2 separate regions of the Mus musculus genome follow, and region 2 is linked to region 1. Evidence: chromatin contacts called from public HiChIP or PLAC-seq data. All regions are on one chromosome and are shown on one strand. Each heading gives the region's core, a stretch centred on a gene start, on an enhancer-like site or on the middle of the called end of the contact. The rest is flanking DNA. Distances are from core to core; before and after follow the strand shown.

The links. HiChIP or PLAC-seq counts read pairs in DNA pulled down with a chosen protein or histone mark.
Region 2: an H3K4me3 HiChIP or PLAC-seq map of forebrain shows a contact between it and region 1, with 5 times the contacts expected there. The contact joins the enhancer-like site here to the promoter of Tspan3 in region 1. A contact is called at or near these places in 9 of 39 promoter capture datasets (the 3T3-L1 cell line, the C10 cell line, cranial neural crest and 5 more), 3 of 115 datasets of contacts at active chromatin or transcription factors (astrocytes, embryonic stem cells and forebrain) and 1 of 9 other capture datasets (embryonic stem cells).

What each region holds. Positions count from the first base shown.
Region 1 is chr9:56,157,061-56,164,291 of GRCm38.p6, forward strand. It overlaps Tspan3 (tetraspanin 3), which reads right to left and starts at 4,010. Exons shown (of 7, transcript NM_019793.3): 1 at 3,740-4,010. The coding sequence starts at 3,802.
Region 2 is chr9:56,822,375-56,829,605 of GRCm38.p6, forward strand. No RefSeq gene overlaps it. Among named protein-coding and RNA genes, the nearest start is that of Odf3l1, 28 kb to the right of the region's middle. Within about 2 kb of position 3,372, at least 37 of the 459 cell types and tissues checked have an H3K27ac peak or open chromatin away from gene starts, as enhancers often do. A contact at or near this core is called in forebrain and hippocampal neurons, where this site is marked.

The sequences.
Region 1 (7,231 bases), core at 2,760-5,259:
ATTCCTTCTCATTATAGATGAAACACAACAAACAGAACAGACACTCGAGATTAGCAAGAACAAGCATGGGCAAAGTTTTCTCTTATAGCCCCTGTAAAGCCTAACAAATATGTGCAAAGTAAATCTTGAGTCCTACCTGACCTCTGTACAAAGGTGTCTATTATACTGGTATTATAACAGCCTTCAGATGTAGTCTTTCACCTCAAACCCATGTCCCTTTAATAAATGCTCATGAATCAAGCAACAAAACTCTTATATTTAAAGCTACACTGCTCTATATAAACAAGATTCAGAACTGGAGGGATGGCTCAGAGATTAAGAGCACTCGCTGGTCTCCCAAGACCGGAGTTCAATTCCCAGAACCAATAATACAGCTCGCAATTGTGCTGAACTCCCATTCCAGGGGACCTGACACCCTCTTTCTGGCCTTCATGGATATCAGATATAGAAATGGTACAGACACACACACAGGAAAACACCCATACACATAACATTCTAAATGTTTAAAACATTTTTGTTGTTGTTGTTGTTGTTGTTGTTGAGACAGGGTTTCTCTGTGTAGCCCTGGCTGTCCTGGAACTCAATCTGTAGACCAGGCTGGCCTCAAACTCAGAAATCTGCCTGCCTCTGCCTCCCAAGTACTAGGATTAAAGGCGTGCACCACCATGCCCTGCTTTAAAACGTTTTTAAAGTGCTAAGTTGCCATTAAAAAAATAAAAAACCTTGTCCAAAACTATCATTCAAGCTATAAGCACTAATATCCTAGGAATTTGCTGAAGAAGAGAATTTTAGAAACAGCCACCAAGACTGACTACTCCTTGGGCTCACATGGTAGGAGAAACAACTCCCTGTAAGCCACCCTCTCACCCACACATATGCATGTTGTGGACATATGTGTGTACATATGTGTGTATGCATGCTGTGGAATGTACATATGTGATGCTGAATGCATGCTCACACACAGAAGAAAAAAAGCAACGGTCTCTCTTTTAAGAGATACACTGTACAAACTACACTAAATCTACATTAACAGGTTTGGCAATCACATTACTGAAAGCCTGTGTACTGGTAAGACTGTATTTCCATATCACAGGTCACTTGATACCAGTATATCAAGATATAAGGCTCTGCCAAAGCAATTAAACTTTAGCACTTAACCAAGGGTCAGCCAGTCCCAACAGTGAGATTCAGTCTAAGCAAGCTACCCAGGGGATCTACACTGGACCAACCTGATGAGCTGTCTGTACAGAGGATCCCTGCCCTTCCAGTTACACATTTCTCCGTGTACAAGGAGGGAGGGGCTACTTCTAAGAACACACGCAATACAATGAAGGATGTATTCCAACTTCTCAAGATGAACCTGTTAACAATTCAATGCACTTCCTCCTGGACTTAAACTCTTTAGCAAAGTGAGCTAACTAGTTTAAGTGTGGGTACAATTTCTAAACATTATTGTGAACGTAGTACATTTTAGAGAAAAGAGCCTCTACTGTGGCCTAACAACTGTCATCCCCAAGTCTCATGCCCTTTCCAAGTCTCGTGAAGGCACAAGTTCCTCTAACACCACAGGCTCTAGCAATGGGACAACCTGGGTTTGAACACTGGCCCTGACACTAAAATACTGCTGTCTCTGTTTATACTGTATTGTATTTTCCCCCATTTTCTGCTTAACTTCCTTCTCAACACTCACAAAAGTTTTACTATTACTAACTCAAATAAAAGGTATACTATATGAACAATACAATGTTGGCCTCAGCAAGAACTAAGAAGTTCACAACATAACTTTCACTAGAGTGAATATATTTATACATTTTCCAAAGATTCAGAAGCAATCTTTCAGAATTAAGAATTAACTGATATATATACATTATATATATATACACACACACATATATACATATACACACACACACATATATACATTATATAATAATCTTTTGATTATTTAAAGAAAACCACTCCTGTATTTCCAGGATTTTCTCAGATTAACACAGATAGGCTTTCAGTGTGAATGGCCTAGAGTTCACCTAAAAAACATTCTTCAAAACCAAATAGTTAATGCCATAACTCCACAAGGAACTATTATGGATACAAATTATCTACCTCAAGCCAGACATGGTGGCACACACAAGTAGAGGCAGAGGCGGAGGCAGATGGATCTCTGAGTTGAACACCAGTCTGGTCTACAGAGTGAGTTCTAGGGCAGCTAGCACCACATAGAAAGACCCTGTCCCTAAATAAATAAATAAATAAATAAAGTATCTGTCTCTTAAGGGTCTCATTAGCTACTAAATGTTTTTCACTTGGGATCTCTGAAATTGTACTTTTCCTTTTAAACAGGCATGTAATTTAAAGTATGAGGAACATCTGTTCTAAATGGGAAATGAAATTTCAGGAATCCCAATGTCACACAGGTGATTTCAAACAGCTCTGTCTGAGGCCAATCACAAGTCTCCTGCACAAATAATCACAAGTGCCTCGTTATCCAGATCATCCTTTTAAGCTACCAGCAATTGGGACATGAAAGGTTTCATTCTTTGTTAGAGGCCAGAGGAATGGGAAGTCTTTCCAGAATAGATGTGCATACTTTCCGAGACAGGAGCTGAGTGGGAAGTGGTGGGGGTGGGTGATGATATACTAAAGTATGCTCAGTGGGACTGTTCAAAGACTATCCTGAGTACTGTGGACAGGGAAAACTGCCCATGGCAAATGTTTATAACAAACCTGGGAAAAAGGAAACTTGATCCCAGCCTGAGAACCTGAGGGTCAGTTGGGTCCCAAATCACCAGTAGTGTGCCCATAATTAATAATTTATCAGAAAACACCCAACAGTAGTGTGTGGGTCATACTGCAGTACACTACCAGACTTTAAGTAAGAGTACCAAAGTAAAAAGGTTGAACTGTTCTAATATTAAGCTGTTCTTTTTTTTTTTTTTAAGAAACAAAAAAAGATGTGATAGACGACATTTTTGATAGTTTTTTTTCCTGGTGCAAAGTCCAGAAGGATTCAAGACGGAGGAGAGGGCCAAAGAACAACAGGTTAGTAAAAAGTCCCAGGTGAGATAATGACCTGACTCAAGACAGGTCGGTTATAAGCACTTTCTCTGGGGCCAGGTTTCCCGAGCCCCTCCAAAGAGCAACCTTTTATAGAAGTGAATTGGTTGCTTTAAAAATCTCCTGGCAGCTGATACATTTAAAAGGGTTTATAACCTCAGGCTACCCATCCCCACAACAGCGATTTTCTTGATCAAAGAAATGCTCTGCTGTTTCACGCTGAATCCTTTCCGTTTTCTGGGCTGCTTACCAGCCAACCAACTCTATACAAAGAGCTCTAAGCCGAAATTCCTGGCCCGGGACTCGACAGGCGTCCCCACGTAGCTGCTACATGACCTGGGGACAGCCGCTGGCTCTGCGAGGACTCAGACAAAGACAGCGGACCCGACTCACAGGGGAGTATCCCATTTCGGGCCTGGCGTCCCGACAGACTCAGCCCTGAGAACAGAGCGACCCGCAGGCTCACGCCGCGGCGACCCGCGTAACCCTGGCACCGTGCCAGCGGACCGGAGGCCCCCCGGGACCTCCGGTCGGCACCGTCCTGGCCTCTGCTGGGCCCTGGAAGGACCTCACCAAGAGCTCCGAGGCCGCAGGGCCCGGGCGACCCCTCGGCCGGCTCCCGCGCCCGCCTGGTCCCCACGCGCCGCACAGAGGCCTCCCCTGTCCGGTCTCCCCGCCAGCTCACCCAGAAGATGAGGTTGAGGAAGACCAGCACGGTCTTAGAGGAGGTGATGCCGCATTGGCCCATGGTGCCGGCGGCCGGCGGAGGCCCGGCTGGGCGAGCGGAGCGGCGCTCACCGAGCGAGAAGGCAATGGCGCCGGCGGCTCTGCTGAGAACTGCTGGGCCCGAGCCGCGTTCCCGCAGACCCCCGCGCCGCCCCAGCAAGCACCTCGCAGCTGCGTGCAGCCCGCCGCAGGCCCCCTAGGCCGTTCCCAGGCAACTAAGTCCCGCGTCTGCGGCCGCTTCTGCCAATCAGCGCCGCGGAGAACGAGGTGGCCTCGCCTCTTAAAGGAGCCGACGCCTCCGCGCCTTTTCTTCTGGCCTCTGACCGTCCTTGAGTGTAGAATCCTCTTCTGGGGAATTTCTAGTGGGACAAACACGTTCCCCGTCTTATTGAGTTACTTTTACAAGACCAAATGACTGGAAGACCACAGAATTCTGTTCTGTTAACTACTCTTCCCTAGAAAGACCCACCTCACATGAGGATTTTCGTGACTGCATGATACCTAAGCAGCACCCCATATAAGTTGGGAAGAAATACGGTGGACATCAACACACGATTATGAAGAATTTAGTATGCCAGAAGCTCTGCTAGCTCTGATAAAAAAAAATCATCAGGAAAGGAGAAAACACTGGCGCACTAGCAAAGCAGAGATGGTTGGGCAAGGCAGCCACCCTTTCAGCTCTATTCTTTGGACTGAGATTTGCAATTACAGATACATCTTCATACATGTTGACATGTGCGCTCTTTCCTGTAATCTTAAATGAATGGTAGCAATTAGCACCTTAAAAATAAAAACGGAGTGTGTGTCTGTGTGTGTGTGTCTGTGTGAGCATGTGCGTGTGCACCCACAAACATCCCACAGCACAGAAGTAAAGGTCAGAAGACAACTTTGGGAGTCAGTTCTTTACTTCCACCCTGTGGGTCCCAGGTCATCAGCTTTGGTGGCAATGTGACCTCCGCTCTGCTGGCTGCATGCATATTAGCTTCTTTTAACTATTAGTTCATTCATGCCACTACCCCTCCCCCAGCTTCAGATGACTGTCAGACTAATTTTACTGGTAGGGTAATTAAGGGTTAGAAAGGATGCCAAACTTGCCTGCAGCCACACATAGAAGAGTGATCTAATGCAGAAGCCACCTCAGCCACACACAGTACTTCTGCCACTGTCCTGCACTCTCCCTTACTCGGGACCTCTTTACCTGTCCTCAAACATCTCTTTTTCCTGTAGCCTCCCTGGTTCATCATCTTCCCTGGGCATTCACAGAAATACCCAAGCACCTCAGCATCCTATTCATCTGTATCAAGCAATGTCCATGTTATCAAAGACCCACTCATGTTCCCAAGACCTCACTCTGCACCTATTCTAGGTGATGGCATTCCACCATGAGGAAGAAGACAATGCTTGCCCATGTGGGGTTTTCATTCCAGTAGAAGAGGGTAGATATACCATGAGCAAAGAGGCAAGCAGACATGAGACGCGATGGTTGGGTCAGACCTAGAACACTGTACTGAGTGACAGGTGCAGCTAAATCCATTCTCAGGGAGAGATATAAATAACATCCACCCCTCCTCCCCAGGTCCCAGTGACAAACCTGGGTACACCAATGCTCACTAATATAAGACTTACTTGAGAGCAAAAGGTGAGGAGTTATGAACAGGAGAATGGATGACCTTAAAGCAGCCATTCTGAAAGGTCTGTGCCCAACATGGATGATGTCCCCCAACCCCCACTGAATAGATGGCACCCCCTCCCCTAGTCCTTTCCAAGGCCACAATTAAGGTAGAATTGTATACAACGGGTTGGGAAGAGTGACTGGCAGCTCAGGTAAGGGTCCCAGAGCCCGCCTCACTCCTCTTTGAAAGAATGTCAACTGTGAACAAGCCCAGCTGTGATGATCTTTTGTAATGGGGCCCAGCTGACCTGATAAAGATAGGGGAGTTTGGCTCAGAACATAGTCCCGTACCCCAGGAGGGTACACTCTAAGGAGAGTCCTCTGGGGGAGGATCATATGAAGTGAGGAACAAACCAAGCGATCACTTGGAGAACAGCCCAGAGATAGACATGGCCAGTGCAAAGGCCCTGGGGCAGGATCACAGTTGCTGTGCTCTATGAAAAAAAAAAAGAAAAAACAACTCACCAGAGAGCCTAGTGTGCTGCTGGAGGTCAGCACAGAGAAATAAGTCAGCAAGGCCATGTCTCGAAGATGTCTGTGTGCTTTGTTTTGTTTTGTTTTGTTTGAGGAAGGGTTAGTCTATGTAGCCCTCGATGTCCTGCACTCTATGTAGACCTGCCCCAGACCTCACAGAGATATGCTTCCCTTTGCTGGGATTGTTTTAAAAAGATTGATTGATTGATTGATTGATTGATTGATTGATATGTGCTTTGGGTGCTTTGTCTAAGGGTGTCAGAATCCCCATGAACTGGAGTGACAGACAGTTGTGAGCTGCTATGCAGGTGCTGGGAATTGGACCCAGATCCTCTGGGAGAGCAGCCAGTGCTCTCAACCCTGAGCCCTCTCTCCAGCCCACTATGCTGGGATTAAAGGCATGATGTGGGGAGATTATACACACCTGGGTCCAATCTGCGTATAAAGAGAAGATGCTCCAATCTCTGAGCAGGCTAGTGATATTGTCTGATTGAAATTATGAAACTACCATTTTTGCTGCCCCATACGAGTTTTTAAAAACAGGAAAATCACAGGTCTCTGGTATACTTTGAAAGTCCATGTCCTCGATGCCCCAGCCGTCCAAACCCCAACTCCTCTCTGCTTCCCTCTTCCTATTTCTCCTCCTTGCCTCCCACACTGTGGTGTGTTCTCCCTGTCTTCACCCCACCTCTCTTATGTCTCCAGGGAGGGCCCATCTCTTCTCATTACCAGGGCTTCTCTTCCATTCTACCTGCTTCCCTGTGTCTTCTTCTTGCCCCCTGCCCCAGGGGAATCGCCTGGGCTGTGCAGAAACACCTCATTAGACTCTCCTAGGGTGGGTGTCAGGAAATCCCTCACAGCTCTAATACACTGCCGGGTTGCACAACACTGTTCTGAGCTGGTAAGCATAGCCGTATTGACCATTTTAGAAACAAAAATCTCACTTAACACTTGATTCTCCCACTCAGTCTCCCCCTCTGCCCTCCTTTCCTGAAGCCCATCCCCCCAAGTTCCGGAAAGACTCATCCTGCACACTGTTTCTGAGTTCTCTGGGTGTAAGGTCACTTGAGACTCTGCCATTCAGGGGCAGGGTCTGATTCAGGGTGTACAAGTCTAACAGCACCCAGGTGTCATCGGGGCAACAGAACACTTGTCTGTAGCAAGTGGCTGTACTTCTGACTTCCACTCCCAAGCTTCCACTTGCTCTGGTCCCCCACTGTGCCACTGCCCCACAGTATCAAGGAAAGTGCCCTTGCCAGTTACGAGGGACGGATTACACACCTGCGAGGCAGCCAATTTGCCATG
Region 2 (7,231 bases), core at 2,122-4,621, 660 kb after region 1:
CAATTAGTGATAGAGGTGGGGAGGGCCCATTGTGGGTGGTGCCATCTCTGGGCTGGTAGTCTTGAGTTCTAAAAAAAAAAAAAAAAGCAAGCTGAGCAAGCCAGGGGTATAATCAAGCCAGTAAGTAGCACCCCTCCATGGCCTCTGCATCAGCTCCTGCTTCCTGACCTGCTTGAGTTCCAGTCCTGACTTCCTTTGGTGATGAACAGCAATGTGGAAGTGTAAACTGAATAAACCCTTTCCTCCCCAACTTGCTTCTTGGTCATGATGTTTGTGCAGGAGTAGAAACCCTGACTAAAACAGGGAGGGAGGGGGAAGGAGGGAGGAACCTTTAAGGGTTTGTGGAGTGGAGTACAACTCCAGTAGTGTGCTTACAGAGCATGCACAAGGCCCTTGGATGTATTTCTAGCCCCTCAGGGAGAAAAAAAAAAAAAGCCTGACAGCAAATGCAGCATCCTGAACACTGAGGACATGTGCCAAGTTCTATAAGGCACTTTACAGAGATCAACATGCTAAGATTCTGCTTCTGTGTGAAGTACTTGAAGACAGTGAGTAGGGCCCTGTAAGATCAGCATCAGGCAACACTATTTGCTTTGTAACTTTGGCAACCCGAGTACAAGCCCAGGAACACACATGTGCACCATGAAACCCCCCACACACACACACACACCAATAAATGAAACTTAAAAAAATAATTCTCCCTAAAGTACATAGAACGGTGATTGCCGAGATCAAAGAGAGACGAGAAATGGAGAGTCACTGCTTAGTGGAAAAAGTTGTGTTTTTTACAAGAGGAAGAAACATGGAACAGACAGTAGCAGTAGCTCGGAGCATCGAGCGTACATGCCACTGAGCTGTGCATCTAAAAGGAGTCAAAGGATAAATTTTATATTAGGTTTATTTCACAACAATAAAATTTTTGGCAAAAAAAAGATATAGTAACCACAAAAGATTATGAATATAATATGCAGCATTCGACGCACAACTAAAGCAATCTGGAAATGAGTGGGTTTGTAGAGTACAGAAAGAAGCACAGGGAAAGTACTTATCTAACTGAAAAAGGGAGGAAGAGAACAAAATAAAGCCAGTGAGCCCGACAAACTGAGCTCGACTCCCAGGACCTACACAGCGGAAGGAAAAGAAGAAACTCCCTCTGCTATCTCTGACCTCCATAGAAGTCCTGTGGCACACTCACACACACACACACACACACACACACACGCACCACACGCACACGCACACGCACACTACAATTAAAGAACAAAGTATCAGGCCCAAGTTACCAAGAAGAAAGAAAACATCCAATATGTTATTAGTAAGAAGCAGAAAACACACACCTGAGGTGCAGGCGTTGGCCGATTATGCTTCTCACATCAGCCATGCAGAAGCTATTTCTTTGTACACTATAAATTTTTCATTTTGACCTTGTCTATCTGAAAAGTGATTATTTGTTTGAGCAGTCTGATCTTTCCTTGGGAGGTCTGGTGATAAGTTCTGACTGACGGTTGACTGGTTGATTCTTTTAGGACAAGGGGTCATATAGCTGAGGTTCCTTCAAACTCGTTGTGTAGCCAAGGCTAGCCTTTAGCTGCGGATTCTCCTATCTCTCTCTACCTTCTAAGTTCTGGAATGTACCACTCGCTCTGCCTGGTTTAAATGTAGGCATGATATTTTTTTATGTGTATTTACTTATTTGGATGGTAGAGAGGGGGAAAAGGAGAGGGCAGGGGTGGGTGCTGTGTGCACACATAGAGATCAGAGACAACCCAAGCAAGCCACTTCTCTTCTTCCGACACGTGGTTTCCAAGGATCAACTTTAGGCTGTCAGACTTGAGAGCTGCTTCCTTTACCAACTGGGCCATCTTGTCAGCCCCACATGAATGTCTGAACACTGCGTGGGAGAAGCAATCTGTGTCAAATGACTTTTAAGACTTTCATCTCAGGGTGATCCTCTCACCCATCAATGCCGTGGGAAGAGGACAGGGCCATCTCTGAGGGTCAGCGATGTGCAGGCTCTTGCCTCCCCCTCTTCCCCTCACTCCATCATTCCCTACATCTCCCCACCTCTCCTGGGAGAACTGCTAAGGATCTTGCCTTGAAGTCTCCTGGCTCAGACAATTCAGACCAAGCTTATGCATACAACTCACAGGGCCCCAGGGAACAGTGCCTAGCCCCTACCTACCCTGAGAAGTAGGAGCAGGGACTGCCAGAGCCTGCTTCATCACACCTGCTGTATGAGGTAGACAGCAGGAGGGCTTTCTTATAGGACCAGACAGAAAGTATTCACGATGGTATATGGGGTGCGGGAGTGGGTCTTGTTAAGGAAATCACTGTTTATCTTTGTGGCTGCTTAATGCCAGGCCTTGTGTCCTTTAGTTAGTATTTTCATCTGCTTGGGAAGAAAGTAAATCATTGACAACTGCTCTTGAGAGTGACTTGGACCAATATTGAGCCTATAAAACCCCCTAGCCTGGTAAACTTCCTCATCTGTGAAATGTCCTTCCCCCAGGGAGCTTGCAGAGCACACAGACTCCTGACAGCTTTCTGTGAGTTCCTTAGAGCAAAGCTAGATATGGCTCTGGGTTCTCTACAGGCCTGCACTATCCCATCTGTCACTGGGTGGGCTGAACCCTTTTACTGAGCCACTTTTTGGCATTTGATTTCCCCAGAAGCACAGCTTTAGAGGGAGTAGGTCCCTTACTCACCAGGCCCGGGACAAATCTTTCTCCAGAAAGGAAAAGGGGGTGCCCTCTGGTGGAGATTTGCATGTTACCGTAGCCTCTGTTCACCCAAATTCTGCAAAGTGCAATTGACTCTGAAGCAGGCGTCTCTCTCTCTCTCTCTCTCTCTCTCTCTCTCTCTCTCTCTCTCTCTCTGTGTGTGTGTGTGTGTGTGTGTGTGTGTGTGTGTGTGTGTGTGTGTGTGTGTTGTCTTATGTCACTTGGTAAGTGAAGGCAAACATTCAGGAGATGACACAAGGTCATTGTTGGCTACACACGTAGTTCAAAGGCACCCTGATGTGTAAAACCCTATCTTAACCCAAAAAATCCGTAAAGCAGTCAAAGCGACAGAATACGACTAGTCCAACACCCATCTGCTCTGAAAAGCCAGTGGAGGCTTAGAAAGGACCAGCCTGCTGCCCGAGGTCCCAGGCTGTGCACCGCGCACACGCACGCATACACACCCTAGAGCCATGGGGACCAAATCCCCGCTGCCCAAAGGGGAAGCCTGAGGAGGAGGGGAGAGGAGCCGGGAACAGAACAGAGGATGGCAGGAAGCTGCATGAATTCGCTCTGCCCAATTGCAGCTTGATCAATCGGGAGCCGCGAGCGTGGCGGGTGCGGCTTCTGGAGCCACAGCTCCCCTGAGCCCCATCACTCAGCACTACGGTAATAAAGTGGCCGGGCCTGGAAAAACGCTATGAGGCTCCAGAGAGCTCAGTCTCATCCCGCTGGATTATAACCCTGTTATTGGCACCCCTGGGGCTTGTTCTGTCTCCTTCAACCCCAGCTTCATAGATGAAACTTGCCAGGGGGGCCAAAGGGGTGAGGCAGCCTGGCAGGCAGCAGCAGGGGCGGGAGAAACCTGATCTCCTTTTTCCCCCAGTCCAGCATCCTCTGAGGCCTCAGCCACCACCCACCCTCAGGGGGCTGGTGCAGAGGAGAGACAAAAAGAGCCTGCAATCCCAGAAGGCTCACATATAGTCCATACTAGCCAAAGGCCCAAGAAACAGCAGGCTTGGTGTTCAGTGGCAGACACACAGAACACAGAAATTACCTGAGTGGCTTCAAAGGAGGCGGGGAAGATGAGGAGAGACAGCGCCAGGTATGATAACATCCTTTCCACAACTCTTGAGGGATCCACCTTGTCCCCATGCCCCCGTGAAGAGACAGAGGGCATCCTATGCAGCAGGTGCCCCTCTGTGGTTCCCCATAGAAAACTCTGCCCAGCAACCCAGTGCTTCCAGAAAAAAAGTAAAAATTCTATCGATAATGTTATTCATCTCTGTACAGCGAGGACATTCTGATTCATGTAATATAGATGAAACTCAAAATCATTATACCAAATGAAATAAATCAGACACACACACACGCAAATACATGTTGCATAATCACTACAATAGAAAATTTCACAAAAAGCAGAAGAGAGGTGTCCAGGGGCTGGAGGAAGGAGCTGGGATCTCACTGTTTAATGAGTGCAGCTTTTCTGTTCGGAATGATGAGAACATTTCAGGTATGGGGAAGAATGTTACCTGCACAGCTTATGTGTTGAACCGTACCATAAATTAGCTCAGAATGTGCTGGGTCCTACACTAAACTGTAAGTCTTTAAGGGCAGCCTCGTGTCCTTCATGCCACCAGATTGTATAATTTAGAATGGATAACCAGTAGGTACAGATACATGCATACATAAGTATCAAATATACATGCATATATGGGCATGTATGTGATTTCTTCAAAAACCTGTTACCTGCCACCCAAAGCCCTGACCATCATTCCCTGGTTTCAGGAAGCCATGTCTGTAGGATATGAGAAGACGAAGACACGTGAGTAATGTCCCTACCACCACATCTCGTCCTCTGCACTGACCCTTGTCATGGCCACTGCAGAAGACTCTTGGCCTCAACAGCACCATGTCCTGTCTGACACCTCTGATTCTTCAAGATTCTGCTGAGGTAAGCCTGCACCAAGACCCTAGCCTCTCCGTGGTACCACTCAACCATGTTCCAACACAAGAGTTAGAGCCACCTTCCTCCGGCCATCCACATCTCCTGAGCTGCCTGCAGCAAATTACTCAACTTGTGGCTACAGACAATACGTCTGTGGAAGTGAGGCCAGACAGGGCAGGCTAAGTCATCACAAAACAGGTCCCCCAGTCATCCCCGGCCTACAGGAATACTTATATTCTTAATTAAAATAGCAACAACAAGTGCATTGCTGAACAGAAATAGAATTTGGGTGATTTCCCCTGCAGTTTAGATCTGAAGGCAAGCCAGGCCTTCAAAGCAGGAGGGGCCTGGCTCTAACATTAGGGTCAAGCTTCATGTTAACCTCCAAGAGACTACAGTGATAGTCTGGTCCATGAGCAACCATGGAGAGAAAGGGTAGTGGATGGGGCAGATAAGTTGGAAGAAGGGCTGGAGAGATGGCTCAGTGGTTAAGAGCACTGACTGCTCTTCCAGAGGTCCTGAATTCAATTCCCAGCATCCACATGGAGACTCACAACCATCTGTAATGAGATCTGATGCCCTCTTCTGGTGTGTCTGAAGACAGCTACAGTGTATTCATATACATAAAATAAATAAGTATTTTTTAAAAAGAAATTGGAAGAAATCACAGACATTGGGATAGCTGTAACCACTTCATCTCTCTAAGGACATTTTAAAATTACTCAACTAGAAGTTAAGGCATAGGTATTAGCTTAGCAACTTTACAAGCTGTAAAAATGAAAATCCACCAATCAAGGTCTAAACTTGTGTTATTTTCCAGTGCAGAGGATGTTGAATCCATATAAGTAAAATCACATCCAGGAGAGAAAAAGGATGGAGGGAGGGAAGGAAGGAGAAAGGGAGGGAAGAGGGGGACCTGGATGTCTCTACGACGAAACCCATCTGTATTTCCAAAATCACTATGACGTTTACGCACTCAATCATCTCAAGTATTAGCCAGCACCATGACATGTCTACTAATGTGCCATGTCCCTAACTAGACTGTGAACTTCTCAAGGGCAGGTAATGTCTCTTTGTGGTCAGAGTCTAACAGAGCTGGGCACATAAAAGGAACTAAATGAACGTGTGCTCTGCAAATGAATGCATTATTCTTCCTATCTGCAGTACGCGGCACAATGTATGTTTCATCCCCAAAGCCTGATGCGTGATGTGCTGTCCTCCACGGCACAATGGCCCTGCTTCCTGTTGAAAGACAAGAGGTTCAAGAAGCAGCGGCAGCTCGCAGGAGTGCTGTCCTGTCTTTGCTCATTAGCTGGCTGGCTGGGGGGAGTAGTGGGTTTGTGAAATGGCCTCCGCTGCTAAGAGGCTGGGCTGCCTGGGTAAGCGGCCTGAATCCTGAGGCAGGAGCTGTGCCAAACTCTCAGAAAGCTCTGAGTAGCTCCAAACCCACAGTTTGAATGATGAAATCAAAGTGAAGTTTCCAAAAAAGAGATTCACAACAGCCGGATCCATTTAGAATAAAGGAAAGAGAAAAAAGAAAAAAAAAAAAAAAAAACCACCCAGAACAATCCAAATGTACTTTAAAAAAAAAAATGCATATATGGGGGTAGAGTCATTCTGTGGGAAACTGTACTTCAACAAAATCTTTAAAACCATGGCTATATCCCATAGCAACATGGGTGCTCAGCATATAATAATAAGAGAAAAAGCAGAACACTCCAAAGACTACATATCACACAATGCCTTTTTCTTATAGTGTTCACAAAACATCTCCAATCAATCTAAAGATGGACCGGGAGATGTTTTCCTGGTTCAACTACACTTCTAGGGGTGGCCTTGGGACGATCTGGAGAAAGAAATGTCAGTCAAAGTACTCAAAGTCACGTTGTAGCTTGAGGTTAGTTCTTCTTTCTCCCCACAACCCTGAACCCAAATCAAAACCTAGGACCTTCATCAGAAACAGTCACAAGGCCATGGCCGTACCACATGCCCAGATCCCTGGTCTCTACAGTGGACGGAGTCCTCTGCCAAGCTGTCCCAGCAGAGACGTAAATCTTTGTAAGGTTAAGCCACTGAGACTGAAGAGTTCTCCTTGTTGTGGTTATTATGCACTACCTAGTTTATTCTGACTTCAACAGTGATAAAAATATGTTTTAAAACGCTGGAGAGTAATAGCCACAAAATTTAGTGTCCCAGTTGCCTCTGATAGGCAGGCTGGGGTGTGATGAAGGAGAAGCACAAAGGCAGAGACACAAACAGTTCCAAGAGGCTAGATTTGGGGTTAAGACCTGATTCGGAGGTGTTCATTTTGTTGCTATGAGTGAGCAGATTAATCAAGTAATTACAGTGGCTCTGTACGGGCTAATAACGAGAATGTGTCATAACCAGGATGCTATTAGTCCAATTCCCTGAATCTGCATCCACTTAAAAAGAAGAGAGGCTGGCAAGACGGCTCAGAGGGCAAAAGCACTTGCCAGTAAGCCTGACTACCTGAGTTCAGACTTGGACCCACACAGTAAAGACGGTTCTGGTAAAGGTGCCTCCCGCACCAAGCCAGAGCCCA